2 separate regions of the Pan troglodytes genome follow, and region 2 is linked to region 1. A link is a contact called in public HiChIP or PLAC-seq data. All regions are on one chromosome and are shown on one strand. Each heading gives the region's core, a stretch centred on a gene start, on an enhancer-like site or on the middle of the called end of the contact. The rest is flanking DNA. Distances are from core to core; before and after follow the strand shown.

Region 1 (2,841 bases), core at 292-2,791:
CCTACCTGCCACCAACTCAGTCCAAGTCATTACTGGCTCACAGCCTACTGTTTACTCCAAACTCTTCTGTTTGCCTCAAATTTTTGTGTAACAGTGATCTGTCTAAAATGAATTCAATCCTATGATTCTTCTACTTAAAATCTTTCAATATCTTCCTCCTGGTTCTCAGAAGCTGACTTCTGCACATAGCATTCAAGGCCTTCACAAGTAGACCTCCAGCATTGTCTTCTTTACCCAACAATCTCTCTAGTGTTTGCCTCCAAACATCTGTACTTACTGCTTCTCATCTAGAAAGTCTTCCATAATACCCTTATTAAAGCTAATTGCTTCTCTAGTCCCATTCCATTTTATTCCTCCCTCTTGGTTTAGTAAGGGATTCCTCCTTTATTTGATTCCACAGTATTAAGTAGCTTCACTCTCATCATACTGATGATGCCTATTTACTTGTCTACATTCTACAGCCTAAGATTAATGGGGGCAACGATTCTGTAACAATTAGCTGAATGTTCACTCAAATAAACAATGCTCATTCAAATAATGCTACAGAAAAACATCAGAATTTTGACAAATTTCTATTAACTGAAGAAATGAAAATATTAAATCAAAAGAAAACACAGCCTATGGTTCCTATGCTTTTTTTCTATTTTAGGCACAATGCTTTAATAAATTACGCAAAGACTACAAACCTTTATTACATCAATTGTTACAAAAGGCTAAGTGGAGAAAGATTACTTATCTGAAGCTGCACAAAATCAGTGGGCAATATGGATTTCATTTAAGCTTGTCAATTCTCCTGGATTAAATTCTTGGCGCTGTCTCACATATTCCCAAGTCCTACATGTAGGATGCTAGAAGTTGCAGTTACTAGGTTGGGAAAGCCATGCCCAGACGCCCCTGTGAAAAACATATCAATATATTAAGTTCCTTAGCAAATCACATCTAGATTAAGTTCATAATGTTTTTTTTTTAACTTTGCAAATCTCCAAACTTTTGCTACTTTCTTAATAAAATACAACAAAATTTTTGACATTCCAGCCACGGAAAAACAGATCTCTACCTCTGAGGTGGCAGTAATCCAAACAGTTACTAGGATCTACGAAACATGAGGCATAATTAGAATGTTGGGGAAAAAATCTACAGAAATATGTATATCTTCGTCATGAACCTGACTGTTGAGTTTATGAAAAAGTGGAAAAGGAACCTCACTCGTTCCTTCCCTGGTACCTTCACAGCGTCTCCCGTCCCAGTCTGCCTAGTTGAATCTAGGGACACTTAAAGGTAAATCCTAGCCTCTTGGCTGTCCTTCCGTCTCCCAGGATTCTGCTAGGCCGCACAGTTGGCAAGCTTAAACTCCAAAGATTCCGCACTCTCCGTCTTTCAACAGTCATGTCACAGAGACACGAAGGTTAGCACAGGAACATTAGTTTCCAAACTCCTACCCACCGCAGAACAGGCGGGAAGGTTCGGTGGCCACCCGGCCTCTCCGCCGCGCACATGGCCGTCCGCAGCTCCCACCCCCGCTGCCGCGCAGGCGCCGGGCGAGCCGGGACTTGCGGTCGCCGAGAGCGGATCATTCCGCCGCTTTCTTTGTGTGGCTGAAGCGCTAGAAATGGCATATTTTCTTTCCCTTCGTTAAAAAATCAGACCCTCTTTCCCCTCTCTCCCCGCGGGAACACAGCTAGGGAGCGGGTAGTAGCAAGATCTGCCGACGAGCGCAGAGGCGGAAAATCCTCGGGCGATGAGCTGAAGAGGGCCGGGTCCGGGAGGGATGCTGGGAACCTGACTCACTCGCATACCATGTGTCCCTCCGCGCGCAGCACGGGGGACTTTTCGGTGGGGATTTTGGGCGCCGACCAGACGCGGCATTTTCGGAAAATAGCGCCCTGTGCAGCTGAAGCGCTTTGTGTGTAGCGGGGCCGCGTCAGCCCGGCCGGGTACGAGGCGCCTCGGGTCCCCGCACCACCTCCTGCTGCCTTCCCGTCGCCGCTCCCGAAGCTTTTCCAGGTCAGTGCGGGTCTGTGTAGGGCCCTGTTACCACCGGATGTGGAAGTTGATCTCTTCGCTGGTAAAAAATAATTCCACTTCCCCCGGAACCCAGATCATCCCCGCGATTTCCTGTTTATTGCATTAAGGCGCCGGGTTTCCGGGGCTCCTGGCCCCGCTTATTCCGCGGGGGTCGGCGGGGTCGGCCTGGGCGCCCGCGCCGCCGCTGCGCTTTGTCCGCTGGGCACCCCGCTTCTGGGAGGGGCGGGCAGACATGGTGGCGGCCGCCGCCCCCTCCTCGGCCCTAGCATGCCGCGGCCTCCTCGCGGCTACCCGGCGTGCCGGTCCCGAGCGGCAGCCCCGGGGTGGCGATGGGGTCGCGCCGAGGCAGCGGAGGTTCTGCGGGCGACTGGAGGTTGGCAGTGGGCGGGAGAAGGAGGAAGGCAGGCGCGGCTGGGCCTCGGCCTCTGGCGCCGCGGTACCCTTTGTCTCGGCAGCCTGACGGCCCCGCCGGGCTCTCCGGAGAGGGGAACGGGCGGCGAGGGTGGCGGGTCCTGGGCGCCCTGTGCTGCGGGGCCGAGAGGCGCTCGGGTCGCGGCGGGATCGGCTGGACCAGACAGGGTTAATGGAAGAGCCTGGCCAGTCCCGCGCGGGGCCCCCGCAGCGACAGCCTTGGCCGCGGGGACTGGAGTCCTGAGGGGGAGAAGCCTGCCGTTCTGACGGCTCGGGACTTCTGCCCCAAAGACTTCGCCGCCGAGAACTGCGGGTGCACTGCCTCAGGGAAGAAGTTGAGAATTTTGCCAGGTCATCTCTGCCAGGGCACAGTTCATCACTGTGTGTTTAGTGTGTTTCGGTGAA
Region 2 (2,700 bases), core at 135-2,634, 560 kb before region 1:
ACGGAGTAGGGAAAAAAAACTTTGTGGAAGGTAAATAATGTCTGACACTTCCATCGCACTAGGTATTTTCACACGCTTGACATCTCACCCAATCCTCAAAACAAACAAACAAAAAACCTATGAATTATGTATCAGTACTTTTCCACCACAACGTTGAGAAAACACATGGAGGCTCAGAGGTTACAGAGATGTGCCCCAGATCAAAGAGTCAGTGTCAGAACTAACTGTGGAAACTCGGCTTCCCTGCTGTCAGTCCCAGCAGGAAAGTGAAGCTTCCAGGCAGACTAAAGGACGAACCGACACAGCAGCCCCTGAGCCCCGCCGGAGGGCTAACCCCAGAGGCCCTGGAGTCTCGCCGCCCGGCCAGGGCCTCCTGGCGCGGGGGCCTCACTCCGATGTCCCTGAGCTCCCGGGCCGGCGGGCACCTACGTGCTTGGAGGTGAGGGCTGTGATGCCGCGGACAAGGCTGCCCAGCCTCGAGGAGAAGGACGCCTTGGCGGCCGCGGGCCCACCACCGGGCTGGTTCTGCAGAAAGAGTCCCGGCAGCGCCGTCAGCGTCTTCTCCACTATGTCGCTCATCGCCGCCGCCGCCCGCGATGCCGCCGCCGCCCGCGATCCCGTAGCCGCCCGGCTTCATGCCCGGCCGCCGCTGCCGGCCCGGCCTCCGTAGGCACTTCCTGTTTTTTGAATAAGAAATCTTTATTGGTGTCCCACCTGAACAAGTTCAGTGTCGTTCTCGCGAGAGGCCACCAGAGGGCGCAAGAGACCGCGGGGGTGGAAAAGGCCGCTCGGTCGAGATTGCGCGCGTAAGTAGACCTCCTTTCTCGCGACGGGGTAGCGGTTTCGGAATCCCCCAGAACTGTGAGTCCTCCTGAGGAAGCCGTCGGGGACCTGGCCCTGTTAGGCACTGTCTCCCAGAGTCTTCCTTTCCCACTAGCCGCCTCCGCGTAGCCCGAGACCGCGTCATGAGTTGCGTCTTCCTGGCTGCGCCTTTTTCGGGACATCCCCGCGCCGTCCGCCGCCTCTCACTGTCCCCGGACCGCGCGCCACCCGCCCGCTTCCCACAGGCGGTTTCACGCGAGTCCCCGGCGCCGCGCGCGGCTCCGGCCCTGGCGACTCTTGGGACACCCGAGTAGTTGCGTGATAGCGGGGCTGTCCTGAGGATTCGGCGTGCCAGGTTGAGAGCCCGTCGCGTGCCGGGGACTCACGGCCACTGTCGCTTCCCGTCCGCCCCTCTTCTCCTGGGATTTGGGGAGGTGGGCGGGAAAGAGAAGTGGTCGGCGGCCCCCCTTGCCGACTCCTCCTCAGCAGGTCGCAGTTGAAAGGTCATCTTCCTGGAGCCCACTCCCCTGGCCCGGCGGGCAAGGATAGGTCTCCACGTCCCACCCTCTCACAGCGCTCGGTTCTGTTCCACTTTAGAACAGGTCGCAGTTGCCACTACGTAAACAGCTCCCCATAGAGAGAGTATTTTATTCATTCCGATTGCTCCAGCTTTTATCTAGAACAGAGTCTGGTACAATGGCTCTCGAAATGTGGTCTGGTGACCTCAGGGTCGCTGAGACCCTTCTAGGGAATTCACAAAGTCAAAACAATATTGATAACGTTTCTTACGTGTTATTTGCCGTTTTTACCCTCATTCTGTTGGAAGTGTACGAGTTTTCAAGAGGCTAGATGACGATTGACTAGCTGGTAAAATGTATCCTGGAGTATCCTTGTGTTTTCTAGAATTTTCTAAGGTAGTAGGTTTAGGGCATAAATACGTGCGTTTTCAGAGATTAATGCAATTTGCCCTCAGTACTTCCTAGTGTGTTTCTAGGAGGTAGGTTAGGTAGGTGGTGATAGCCTCCCTTCAAGGGGAACAAACTTGCTAAATAAATAGAACAAACCAGCCCATAGTGTACAAACCACATCCGAGGCTCCTGGTTAGAAAATTTTGCAGCAAAGAGGTACGAGAGCAGAAGGGAAAATCCCCAAACTCTCACAAGCGCAGAAACCCATGATCAGTGTCGTTGGGCTGAATTATACTCATTATAATAGTAAAAAAAAAAAAAAAAAAAACTCCTGGGTGAAGATTTAAGATACTAATAAGACATGCAATGTATGTACTAGCATATACAACCGCAGCGCACATGGCGCCAGAAAACCAGAGAACATGCTTAATAGCAGCACCCGTTCTCCCCGCTTCATGAATGATCCTGGGAGACTCCTACAAAGGGAGTTTCCCCAGTGTCAGTGCATGCTGTCTCACCTTTGAGCAGCCCGCTCTGATCAGCTGTGAGGGTGTACTTTCGCTTTGCAATAAACTCTTGCTTGCTTTTACTTTGGACTTCAATTATTTTGCACCGCGAAGTCCAGAACCTCAACCGGCCCACCAGCTACAGCTACACTTACAAGCTATCTTCGGTTATACCTGCTCTAATCTCTGTAACCTCCTTGTCACCTAATAAATGAGTTTTTTTGAAATCCTGAAGTTGTTCTAATACCTATATGGGAACATAAGAAAAAAGTTCAATTTGTTGGCTTGTCTCGCAAGAATACTTTTTAATATATTGAGAACATTTTAAAATATTTAAACTTTATCTAAAAGGGATACTCATTTATTCATTTAATTTTTTTTTTCCAGAGTCTCACTCTGTCACCCAGACTGGAATGCAGTGGCACGATCTGGGTTCACTGCAGCCTCCTCCCCCTGGGTTCAAG

What was found. HiChIP or PLAC-seq counts read pairs in DNA pulled down with a chosen protein or histone mark.
Region 2: a contact with region 1 is called in an H3K4me3 HiChIP or PLAC-seq map of stem cell-derived excitatory neurons, with 6 times the contacts expected there. The contact joins the promoter of AP4E1 here to the promoter of GABPB1 in region 1. A contact is called at or near these places in 1 of 7 Hi-C or Micro-C datasets (stem cell-derived neural progenitor cells) and 1 of 1 datasets of contacts at active chromatin or transcription factors (stem cell-derived excitatory neurons).

Annotation. Positions count from the first base shown.
Region 1 is chr16:42,348,407-42,351,247 of NHGRI_mPanTro3-v2.0_pri, reverse strand. It overlaps GABPB1 (GA binding protein transcription factor subunit beta 1), which reads left to right and starts at 1,541. Exons shown (of 9, transcript XM_510397.8): 1 at 1,541-2,004.
Region 2 is chr16:42,906,216-42,908,915 of NHGRI_mPanTro3-v2.0_pri, reverse strand. It overlaps AP4E1 (adaptor related protein complex 4 subunit epsilon 1), which reads right to left and starts at 1,384. Exons shown (of 21, transcript XM_009429123.5): 1 at 715-1,384. LOC107968623 (a long non-coding RNA gene) reads left to right here and starts at 740. Exons shown (of 3, transcript XR_010151698.1): 1 at 740-806.